Linked DNA regions of Mus musculus: region 1 is linked to region 2. The links are chromatin contacts, called in public HiChIP or PLAC-seq maps. All regions are on one chromosome and are shown on one strand. The core of a region is the stretch at or near the end of the contact, and the rest is flanking DNA. Distances in the headings are between cores, read along the strand shown.

Evidence for each region. HiChIP or PLAC-seq counts read pairs in DNA pulled down with a chosen protein or histone mark.
Region 1: a contact with region 2 is called in an H3K27ac HiChIP or PLAC-seq map of microglia, with 4 times the contacts expected there. The contact joins the promoter of Nckap5l here to the enhancer-like site in region 2. A contact is called at or near these places in 4 of 484 Hi-C or Micro-C datasets (bone marrow-derived macrophages, double positive thymocytes, embryonic stem cells and 1 more), 4 of 115 datasets of contacts at active chromatin or transcription factors (embryonic stem cells, extraembryonic endoderm stem cells, microglia and 1 more) and 3 of 9 other capture datasets (adipose tissue, liver and pancreatic islet).

Annotation. Positions count from the first base shown.
Region 1 is chr15:99,455,789-99,461,627 of GRCm38.p6, forward strand. It overlaps Nckap5l (NCK-associated protein 5-like), which reads right to left and starts at 1,960. Exons shown (of 13, transcript NM_001001884.1): 1 at 1,844-1,960.
Region 2 is chr15:99,341,176-99,347,563 of GRCm38.p6, forward strand. All of the region lies in intron 1 of Fmnl3 (formin-like 3), which reads right to left. Among named protein-coding and RNA genes, the nearest start is that of Gm22951, 24 kb to the right of the region's middle. Within about 2 kb of position 2,511, at least 168 of the 459 cell types and tissues checked have an H3K27ac peak or open chromatin away from gene starts, as enhancers often do. A contact at or near this core is called in adipose tissue, bone marrow-derived macrophages, extraembryonic endoderm stem cells and 2 more, where this site is marked.

The DNA.
Region 1 (5,839 bases), core at 710-3,209, 110 kb after region 2:
AGTTCATACCCCAAGGCACCGGGGTGAGCAGAAAAGGCCTATTCACGGGCGGAACAAAGTTCTGTTTTTCTCAATCCAAAATGCTAACCCTAATAAACTGTAGCCCAGCAGTTTAGCTCTCTTAACAGAGCCAGCCTGCTGGAGGACCCTTCACCCCTCACCCCTCGAGTCACCACCTCTGTGCATGTTTGTGTGTGTGTGTGTGTGTGTGTGTGTGTGTGTGTGTATGTGTGTGTGTGTATGGGAGGTTTAGATCTTTCTGGTCCTACTGCTGAGCTCTGAAGATGAAGGAAACTATGCTCAATAGAAGCAAACCATCTTGCTCAAGGTCACAGCGCAGGCTGCAAGACCAGGGCCCAGGGCTCTTGACTCTGGCCATCCTGACAGCAACTCAGTGCACATACACGAATATTCTCTGCCATGTGGTGGAGTGCATCCCTTCTCTGAAGCCCGACTCTTCCAAAGGCTAGAGCTGGAGAATACTGTACAGCCAAAGACACCTTAGGTAGACCACAGGTGCTGGAAACAAAACCAAACAATCTATGTGGGAATACAAGGAACTCTGCTCACACACTAGGGATGGGTTTTAAAAATCTGAGAGCCAGGTTTTCAGGCCAGATTGGGAGGGGGGGGGGTCCTGTAAGATTGAAGAGGGTCTACAACAAAGCAATTGTACAATGCTCACTTCCCCTCAGAGGCCTGAGCACACAATAGTGAGAGACTCCTTCCCCATGGTTCCTCAAACCAGTCCTGATTGCCGGCCTCTGTCTCCAACCACTTCCTCTGGCTGACAATTGTGTTTAAGCAGGAGGGCCCACTGGAGAACGGGAGAGTTGGCGGAGAGGGAAATCAAAGATTGCCTCCAAACCTAAGGAAGCCTTCAAGCCTAAAACCTCCAGCTCCTGAGGAAGGCGGTCTTTAAAAAGCAGCTGTTGGGCAGGCTGGGTGGGTTCATGTGAGCCCTCTGGAAAACCAGGCTTAGGAGATGAAGGCCTTCTGTGCCCTTGGGACAGCGCCAAGGCTAGAGAGACAAGAGGGGCCTTCCGCCCAGGATATAAAAAGAGGGAGTTGGGGTCCCAACTGCCGCTCTCCTGGGCCTGCTAAACCAAGGGAATGTCAGGCACAAATAAATTCTCTGCATTCTTTTCAGCACCCCAGCCCAAACCCAGAAACCTTTTCAGTCGGGGCTGCCCTGTCCCTTACTCCAGCCCAACCCATCTCCTTCGCTCAGCCTCTATTCAGCATGCAGGTTGTCGGGTTCCCTTCTTCCCACAGCCCCTCAGAGCCTCAGCAGGGTGGTTCCCAAGACCCGGTCACTCCGCCTTTCCCCGCCTCCCCCACGCCCTACAGCCCCGGGCCACAGGGACTGGAAGGAGTGCGAAGGGGTGCCCCGGGCTGCAGTCTGCGCCTGCGCTTTGGGGAGAGCCCCCTCCCTCCGCAACCCAGCACCGCTAAACGCTACCGGGACCGTGGGATACGGGGAGGGTGGGATGCGCAGTGGGGGCAAGGTCAGTGCTTTCAAAGAGGGAGGGACACCCGCCACCGGAACATCCCCCCACTCCCGAAAGTTTCCCTTCCGGGGCCACCGAGTGTGCGCGAGGATGGCGCAGGGGGCGGGAGGGGGTGGGGTGGGGGGGTGGACAAAGTCACAACAGGACCCCTCCTGGGAGAGTGCAGCGCGAGGGACCGGCAGGCGTCGAGGTGTGGGCCGGAAGCCTCGCTCGCTGCCCCTTCCAGCCAAAGCTGCCACGAGAGCCTTTCACTCCACACTCCGCGGCCCCCACCCGGGGCGTGCGGCCCCCCACCTCTCAGCCCGTTAAATGCCAAACAGGCCTGAACTTACCGAAATCAGGTGCTGAGCTCGACTGGCTTGGTCCACAGGGTCCATGGCCGCATCTCGGGGGCGGGAGGGCGAGGGGGGTGCAGGAAAAGGGGGGTACCGGAGCCACCTCTTGATGTCAAGGCTTTAAAGGGGCCAATGAGCCCCGCCCCTCGCCCAGACCCCGCCTCCCTCCTCCCGCTCAGCCAATCCACGCTCAGCCTGGGTGCCTGCCCCTCCCAGCTCTATCCAGATGTTCCCAGGACGAGAGCTAAGTCTGCCCGGCCGGCGCGCGCCGCTTCCGCCCGAGTGGGCAGGGCCTCCCCTCCCCTCCCCCCTGCGGAGAAACACTCTTCCTCAGGCCGGAGCTGACCTGCAAAGCCTTCGCGGTGCTCCCGGTGCTCCTGGTGCTGGGGATCGGGATGCCAGGCCCGGCCGAGTGGGACTGGAGCCGGGGCATTTAGAACAGAGAAAACTAAGTAGGTTTGCGCGGGCCCACGGGCATGCGCGTCTGCTTCCGTGGGTCTGGGCGTGCACGTGTATGTGGTTGAGAGCGTGTTTGTAATTTGCTGCATACGTGTTAGGTGCAAATCTACAGGAAGAGGCTTGAGTGTCTCCTTGGCCTGAAATGCACCCGCCTCTCTTTTCCATCTCTAGGTCGGGGACCTCCCAGAAATCTGGAAACTGGAAGCGAGGAACAGGCACATGTGTAGAAAGCAGTGCTGGTTTAAGAAGCAAGGCAGACCCAGGCGTGGTTGCTCATGAGAAATCCTCGCACTTGTGAGGCAGAGGCAGGTAGATCTGTAGTGCAGAAAAAAGAGACTGTGGTTGGTTTTTAGCTACTTTCTGTCAGGGAAGAAGAAAGTACAGTCCAGTCACTTCACTAACCGGGAGGAAACAAGCTAACTCTTGCAGGCCTTTGCAACTTAAGAGCTCAGTACGGTTGTCCTTGGTCTGTTTGTTGTTACTGATTGGTTGAGACAGGATCTCTAACTCTGGCTAGCCAGGAACTCATGATATAGGCCTGGCTGACCTTGAACTTGTCATGATCCTATAGCTTCTGTCTCCATTTTGGTCCTTAAACACTTCCTTGCCCTTCGGTGGATACCTTATAATCCTCAGCTATATGCACTGTATTAACTGGCCTGGATGCGCACACAGGGGAATTCAGAGGTATCTTTGGACACTTTGTATATTTTATTAATATTGCTTCTCTCTTAGGTGTACAAATGAGACTTAAAGCAAAATTAGTCCAGTAAAAGAACGGGTGCCCTACAAGAATGTAGGGTGGTCAGGTTGGCTGGGATGCATTTAAGGGGTCCTCTCTGAAGAAGGCATTTTAGAGTGGGAGTCTAAAGATGGAGAACTTGAGTAGGACCCAGGCAGGAATAAAGACAAGTGATTGGCAAGAAGCTAATTACCAGAGTGGGATAGCAAGCAAATCCTCTTTTGTAGGGGGGGGGGGGCAATGCAAGAGGTTTTATCTGGAAAACAGAATGAGCATTTATATAAGGGAGTCATTTTGGATTAAACAACAACAACAGAAGAAGAAGAAGAAGAAGAAGAACAACAACAACAACAACAACAACAACAACAACAACAACAACCACCACCACCACCACCACCTCCGGTCTCGCTGTGCAATTCAGGCAGACTTCCAACGCTCTGCCCCCCAGTGTCAGGACACAGGTGTCATGTACTGGGTGTCAGGACCGCAGGTGTGCCACCAGGCCTAGAGCATGCATGCACACACCAAGCATGCACTCTGGTGCCGAGCCAAATCCACAGCCTTCCACTCCCTCTTCATCTTGTTTCTTGATGTTCTTTGAGGGTGCCTTTGGACACTACAGGACTGATTAATCCTTGGCCAGTCATCCCGTATTTACGGAATAGGGATTAATGTGCTGACCCCGGGGGGATAACAATAATTAGACACAATCTCCCCTCAAAGGGTTTTGAAGCCCAACACAAATGATGTATCTGCGGTTCTTGCGTCTTGGGATGGAAATCTTAAGTCCGTCAGGTATTTCTAACTATTTTAAATGTTTTGCAGGTGACTGAATTTTTGGAAGCAAATGACATCTAGATTGGTTGGGTTTTTGTTTTGTTTTGTTTTGTTTGTTTGTTTGGTTGGTTGGTTGATCGAGACTGAGTGTACTGGAATTCTCTCTAGACCATGCTGGCCTCGAACTCAGAGATCTACCTGCCTTTGCCTCTCTCCTGAGTGCTGGGATTGAAGGTGCGCGCCATTGCCCGGCTTAGAGTGTTTGTTTTATGTTTTGTTTTGTCTCTTTCATGTGCTCACCCTTATTTAGTAGGCACAGACAGAGCATTTGTCCATGGCCTTGCCCTCCTGGCTGGCCCTGGAGCACTTGCTATTTTGATAGGCTTCAGGCTTCAGCTGTGAAGCTGTAGCAGCGCTCCACGGTTATTTTCTTGGGTGAGGCTTGCTACGTTTTGACTCGGTTTTACTAATCAATTTATTAAAAGTCTGAAGCCCCAAGATTGATTATTCTCCATTCTTAGTCTGCATCACTAATGACATCCTTCCCTTGTTTGTAATAAGATGAGCTAAGACTTCTTGGGGGCTGGGGCTGTAGACTGCTGTTTACACACCCGTGTGATGGTGTGGCATAACTGCGTATATAGTGATGATGACCCTAGAAAGCCACGCCCTCACTACTCACAGTGGCATTTGAATTCAGATCTCCCGGAACTGAATAATGGGTGATTGTGAGCCACCTTGTGAGTGCTGAGACTTAACCCTGGTCCTCTGCAATGGCATCAGGGTACTCAGCTGCCTTCCCACATTCTCTGCTTTAATGCTGTGTGGTTGACCATTTAGCGCTGGGTGTCTTCCCTCTTCAGAGGTTGGCGTTGAATCACTTTGCTGCCGTGCTGGCTGAGAAGATGGCCAAGTTTAGAACTCCTGGAATTAAGAGATAGTTGGGTTGTCAACTAGCTTCTCAGAATACCCTAACCTGCCTATTTTTTTTAGGTTGGGTCAACTTCAGGACACAGTCTAGATATTACTACTCCTACTAAGAAGGAGAAAGGTGCTGGCTAGTGCTCAGTTAATTTTCTCAACAGGAATAAGCATTGCCAATGTACTTTGAAATCTCTCACTGGTAAGATATGATGGATCTGCTCACATCTTTTAATTATTTTTTTCTTTTCTCCTCCTCCTCCTCCTCCTCCTCCTCCTCCTTTTCTTCTTCTTCTTCTTCTTCTTCTTCTTCTTCTTCTCCTCCTTCTCCTCCTCCTCCTCCTCCTCCTCCTCCTCCTCCTCCCCCTTCTTCTTGTTGGACCTAATGGTCCAGGCTTAAGGACCCTGCTACTCAGGAAGATCACAAATTCAAGGCCTGCCTGAGTTACAGAGTGAGTTCAAATGTCAGTTTAGGTAATTAAATGAGACCCTATCTCAAAATAAAAAGTAAATAAAGAGATGGGGATATTGCTCAGTGGGAGAGTACTTGCCTAGTATGTATGAGGTCCTGGGCTTAGTCCCCCAAATTTTTACTGCACGTTTTTTTCTATGCCAGGCATTGAGCATATGGTACCAGGCTAAGTAGTAGGGATGACTTGCAGACGTACCAATGTGAGAAGTATCCTAAGAGCAAAGCAGACTCTTGTGTGGTTTTAGGTGAGGGTTGGGGTAGAGCTGGTAGGATGCATAATCAGGCTAATATTTTGTGTTTTGTTTTTGAGACTGGGTCTCATTGTGTAGCCCTGGCTGGCCTGGAGTTCCCTATGACAGGGGTTCAAAGCCTTCCTGATGCTGCGATCCCTTTAGTACAGTTCCTCATGCTCCGGTGAGGAACATAAAATTATTTTCATTGCTACTTTGTAGCTGTAATTTTGCTACTGTTATGGATTGTAATGTAAATATCTGCTATACAGAATATTTGATATGTGACCCCTGTGAAAGGGACATTTAACCCCCAAAGGGGTCATGACCTATGGGTTGAGGCTGTCCTTGAACTCGGAGAGATCTGCCTGCCTCCCAGCGCTTGGATCAAA
Region 2 (6,388 bases), core at 1,261-3,760:
CCCCCTGTGATGACGTACTGTGAAGTGGAAGTGAAATGTTTGGTCAAGGTGTTTCGTCACAGCAATGGAAACCTCAGACCTTGCCACAGAGCAGGATAGGCTGCTGCTGCTCTAACAGACATCACATCCTATCTACACTGACTTCCTCTTCTGGCCAACCACTGTGGGCTGCAGCGGCTTCACATCTCCCTGTAGGTGTGCTGGTGAGAAAATGCTTGGGTCTCTCTAGGCTTCAAGGTTGAGCAGTCACCACCACCCCCTCCCTCTGGGACTCCTATCTTAAAAACACAGATGATACATCAAGGATCCTCAGAGAAGATAGGCCCCTGCCCCATGGAGATAGGTGGCAAAGCATGAAGCAGCCCTAGCCAGAGGCCCATGTCCTGTCTGGAGCTTCTGCGGCTTTTCTGGACAATGGCCCCAGCTTTGTCCGGGCTGAAAAGTGTAATGGGAAGAAGATGGATAAAGGAAAACCTGCAACCTCCAGCATTCTCACAGAGCAAAGTACTAACTGGCAGGCGGGAGGCACTAAGGCAGAGGACCAGGTGGTTCTCTTCCTGCCAGACAAGAGCACTGAGACCCATGTCTCCACATGGTAATGTGTATAAATCTGCCCAATGTCCAGAGGAAACCAACTTCCTGGCTCCCAGAGACATCCAGGGGTTAACCTGGGCAGGGCTCTAGACTCAGTCAGAAGCTTGATCACCAGCATTTTCTTTCAGTAGTTCCTTGGAGACTGGGCTCTCAGAGGCAAGAGCTAAGGTCTTGCTAAGTCCCTGATTCAGGTGTTGCTGAATAGAAAGGCAGCAGAGGGCACCAGCTGTGGGGCCAGGGTGCCTGAGATCCACTTGGGCATGTCAAAGCTATCAAACCCCACTGAACTCACTCATCAAGCTGATCCTATCATCTCACAGGGCTTTTTGAGCATCAGATGATGGGCGTAATTTACACCTTCACACATCTGGAATATGATGAGCATTGGCAAAGTCCACTCTCCTAGAAAGCCTGTGTGGTATTCAGCATCCACAGGCCTGCCCACTTGCTTCTGGGTTGTTCCTATTTGTCCTTCAGCAACTGCTTTTCAGCACTGAACTACAGCATAATCCTTTGAACCCCCTTTTTAATCTTTCCCTGATTTCCTCTAAGACTAGGAACAATTTAAACAACGCCACCTTTGTGGGAGGGGATGGAGGGAGGTAAATCACAGCCAAGACGGTCACAATAGGAGATAAGAGAAGGGGAAGCTGAAACCAAACTGAAAGCAGCTCTGGATACTAATCTGGAAGTCAGAGTAACCAGCAAGATGCTGCATATCAAAGGGTGACAATGGTGGAAGAAGCTGAGAGGCGAGGCTCTGATGCTTCTCCAGCAAAGCTGCTTGCTCTCCTCACGTGGGGGCCTATGTAAATAAGTGGTCCTAGTCCTCCACAAGGTCTCCTTACTGCCCCCGACCCCATCCCTGTCCACCTCAGAGAAGCTGGGAAGGAGGAGGGGTTCTGCTGAGGTTCCCTTCCCCTGTCTGCCTTACACCCCCAAGTCCATTTAGCCCTCCCTTGTTTCTCTCCCACTACAAGAAAAGGGAAATGCCATGTGCCTGACGTTTCCTAAAAGCTGTGTGCCCACTCTGGACTCACCACTACTCTGCCGGTCTTTGTAAGCCAAGCCTGGGGGAAACCCAACATACAGAAAATAGGAAGCACCCATAATTCTCTGCTTCATTGCTTCTCCTGGTCCTAGCAGATCGTGACAGATCTAGCAACGGACACAAAATGGTGTAGTTCCTAGAGAGACACTGGAAGCATCAGAGACCTCACTTGGAAAAGAGCATTGGGGACAGCTACAAATGGTATCTACTCTTAGCAAGAACAGAGTCAGTGATCTTAACGTCTTCTCTTGCAGAGCCACATAGTTTTCTAAGCTGGACACTCCAGGCCCTATGCTTGGCTATGGGGTGGAGATTCCTGGATAGCTGAGTCTGGAGCTTCCGTGTAGGTACCCCAAGTGCTTTCCTGGGTACCATGTGCTACTCAACATGCTGCTGTGCCCCTAGATGCAGGAGCCACCAAGGCCTCCCTGGCATCTGTCCAAGAACACGTGGACAGATGAGCAGAGGTGGGACATGGTGAAGCAGCAGAAGCTTGGAAGCTGAGGAGTTTGCTGCAGGAGGACCTGACAATGCTCCCAGCCTATATGCCTAATGGGATCCCCATCTCACCAACTAAGTCGTCCCCAATGCCAGTGACAAAGCTGGCAAGGCAAGGCATGAAGGCCCATGACCAGGCATCAATAGGGCAGTGTTTGGAACAGCCCAGCCAGCCTTCATCGTGGCCCCATTGGTAGGCAATGGGCACAGCTGTGGTGGGCTGGGCACTGCTACCAAAGGATGAAAGCTCAAAAGGTAGGAGGCATCAGCCCCTTGGCAGCCACAGCCAGCCCTGCTGCAGTAGCAGCTCCCAGACAATGAGAGCTATTTTCAGCCAGTCCTTTAACACAAGCCAGCTGGCCAGTGTGCTGGGCAGGAGTCCTCCTCCACCCAGCCTGCCCAGACAGCGGCTGCCTGGTCAGCCCCACCCGACCCATGCTGCTGCCACCTCTGCATTACTGTTTATCTCACTGTTTCAGCACAGCCCCTCCCAACACCCCCAAAACTGCAATCCCATCAAAAGGAAACAAATCAGAGCTCCATCAAAGGTCCAGGAGCTAAGAGTAGAAAATCCAGACATAGGAAACACAGCAGCCCCTTCAAACACCCACACTTTTCCCCAAGCCCATGACTGGCTGGGGCAGTGCAGGGGTGGAGATGAAACCCATGGATAGGCAGACTCACTGTGGCTCTCACTGACCCAGAATCCAGTCTTCTCTGCCAAGCCTGGGAAACGGAGCTCAGTTTTGCTCCTCGTACCCACTTCCTCTCCCCTTCCAGCAGGGGCTCAGAGATTGAGCTGGAGTCAGGGACAAGAGATTCTGGACAAGAGCTGCACTACTCCAGCAAGAGAATCATAGGAGGGGCCAAGGGCAGGCACTCAAAGCACAGAGAGCTACCTAGCTCCCTGACGAGTGTGATGGAGTGGGGTAAACATCCAGCCAGCCCCCATGCCCCGGCCAGCAGTATTCTAAAGCAGGAGGCAAGGAGGGCAACAGCCACCTCCCTGGACCCTGAGACTCCAGCCCTTTTCTGCCAAATTTCATAAGCTCACAGTACCCAACCCCCATTCCATTTCTTCACTCCCTTGAAGAGGGACCTACGCACTGGGGTACATGCAGAGCGCACAGCTCTCTGACTCAGTCTTCTCGAGGCCTGAGCTACTATTAGATGTAAAGGGAGGTTGCTGGGGCTCCTAATGGCATCAGAAAAGTGGGTGTGCTTTTCTGTGACTTAAGCATCTGCAGTGACTTAAGTCTGCCTTTCTGGATTTGTTTTAATTGAAGCCATCATCTTGGGGACAGGCTGCCAGCACAGAGCTATGTCTGGAGAACGTGCTCCTGTGGTCACTGATGACTCTATAACCAGAAGTGACTTGCCGAGTAGTTATGGGCCAAGTCCCTAAGCAGCCTGGAGGAAAAAGAAATGGATTCGCCAGATGTCTCCAGCTGAGCTCTGCAATTCACACCAGGCAAATCAGACAGAGAAAGGTCCTAGAAGGCCAGTGTCACCCAAACAAAGAGATGACTTTTTCCAACAATTCTATCACCCCCAGGCCTCTTTGTCACCTTGGAGGATTCCCTTATTGGATGCTCAGAGGGCAAAGGAAAGTGACCAGTCCCCAGTACCAAGAAACACCCAGGCTCTACTACCCTCTGCCTACTACTGCTCTACACCTACCTCAGGTAACTTCTACAGCTAGCCTGTAGCCCACAGTTGAGGACGCCCTTCTGCCCAGCAGTTGAGGAATACCCAACTTCAGACAAAACTGCTGATGTCATTTTCCAACTGAGCCATTGGCCCTAGCTAAGAAACCACCACCACAGCAACCTGATCCACCCATTGGCTCCTCAGCCCCTCCTCGTGGTTAGCCAGACCCACACACTCCCCAGTTACGGAGAATGGAAACTATTCCGATGGGGGTGACAGGTTTTCCAAGGCTAAGGAGTCTTGGGCACAGCTCACCACTCTGTTAGCTCACCAGGGTCCTCTCTCTTTCCCTGGGACTCCCTGCAGCCCAAAGAGGCAAGCACAACCCTCAGGCCCTCATCATTTCTAGGGTCACATCCCTCTCCCCCCCACACCACAGCCGCTCTCACTGAGCTGCGGTGACACCACAGCCGCTCTCACTGAGCTGCGGTGAGTCTTCTTTACAAGGTCGTCCGTTCACCTCCAGCTTCCCTCCCTGTCCTCACTCCACAGATTGCTTTCCTACTCACCTCAGCCCTCAGGTGGCACCGCTGCTTCTAACACTTCCTTTCCTCTTCCCAGAGACAGGCATGAAACATTCAAATACCTGACACACAAGATAAATCCTGATTTTTCTTGAGTCAGAAATACTCTGGCTCCTTATCATTTACAAAATACAAGTCCTTGGCCAGTTGCTCCTCAAATCTTACCTGAGAAGATCTCAAGAGCTAAGCTTCTCCCAGCATCTAAGAACAGCTATTCCTTTTGGCTTTCAAGGAACAAGCTATTTCTCTTGCTATTTCTCGGCTCCAGGATTTGCCTGTGACCAACTTCTTTGGTCTTCTAAATCCCTCCTACCCATTATTACCTGTTTCAAAATTCAAAGTGGTCACAAATCACACTCCCAAATAATTACATGTAAAAATGCCCCAGTAAAGGCCTCATTGCTATCCCCCAACTTCTCATCCTCCTCAGCAATGTTATCTTCCCATGTGATTAGCTTTTTCTCTGTCACTTAGGTATGGCTACATGACCATATGGAATGTAAACAGTTGTGTACAAAGTCCCTGAGAAGAAGCATTGAAGAGATGAAGCAGATACTCTTTTCTCTGTCCTGTTAAACACACAGACAATGGCTGAACTTGGGCAGTGATTTTGAACCAAGAGATGACTTTCAGATTGAAGTCTATACAGTAAAACAAGAGAAAACCCGCTGGGACTAGGGATGCGCTACTGTGGTAGGGAGCTTGCCCAGCAGGCGTGAGGCTCTAGATACAAACCCTACGACTGAACAAAGAAAAACTAAGAAGTAGCAACTGCTGTTGTCACTGCCATCAGGCCATGGTGCACACACTTGTAATCCCAGCGACTTGGGACAATGAGGCAGGTGGTTTGTGAATCGAAGGCCAGTCAGGGCAGTTCAGCAAGATGAAGGAAGATGAGATGGATGGGCTGGGATCAAGGATAGGAAGGATTGTTATTAATGCCATGGGCTGTTAGTGCGATCTGAACGGATCCCGTATATTCCTACTTTCTTGTTCGCTTCCTCGGTTTATCTAGTTACAACTAGAACAGGAATCCTTAGAAGAAAGCATCTGCCTCTACTCTGAGCCATGCTGGTGCTGAGTGATGCCTAGCCCTCCACCACGTCCTTGGCGGTTTCTTGTTCTGGTCCTGTCCCATTCCCCTGCTTATTCAAGGACAGGAAACATCTGTTAACATCTCACCACTGTCCTTGGGGCTCCTGGGCACTCACCTACACTCTGCCTTGTTGCTATTGCTGTTACAACTCAACTAACTTTGAGCTAACTAACTGTTTAGGCTATTTTCCCTCAGTAAGCTCTTGGGTCTCATTCAGGGTCTCATTTCAAGTCCTATGCCTAGTCCCACCCCTTTCCTTCTCTTTAACCAGAGTCACCACTTTTATAGCCTGCTGGAGCACAGGAGTCACCACCAACTCAATGAAGATTGAGCAAATTGCAGTTCTCCAAGGATCTACTCCTCTTCCTCTGGCCACTATGTGTCCTCCTCCCGGACACCGTGGCCTCGCCCCTCCTCCACCTCACAGCAGGCCAGATCCTGCCTCTTCTAGCAAATCTTCCCTGTTGAGAGGTTCCCCAACAGTCTCCACACATTTATTCTTTTTAAGTGTGGTCACAGAGTTGTGACTTATGAAGAATATTCCTTCACCCTTTCTTAGACGCGCAATAAACATCCTTAGGATGAATCTCCCTGACCCTCCTAGAAACACAGTGCTCCACCACTTAGGGCTGTGTATCCCTGGGAAAAGAATTTCATGTCTGTGAGACCCAATCTCTTCATGTGTAAAGAGGAGATAGGAATAGCAACTACCTTGAAGAGTTGCTATGGGGAATGGGGAAGTTAAGGTAGCATATTTAAGCATCTACACGAGAACCCACATAGAAAATGTTACACATAATTCGGACTTTGTTCAGGATTTTAATTCTAACATCTACCCATGAAACTACACACCCAAGCACTACACTAGAATCTGGGAATAGTAGAATAAACAAGGAGTGATTACTATCTAGGACA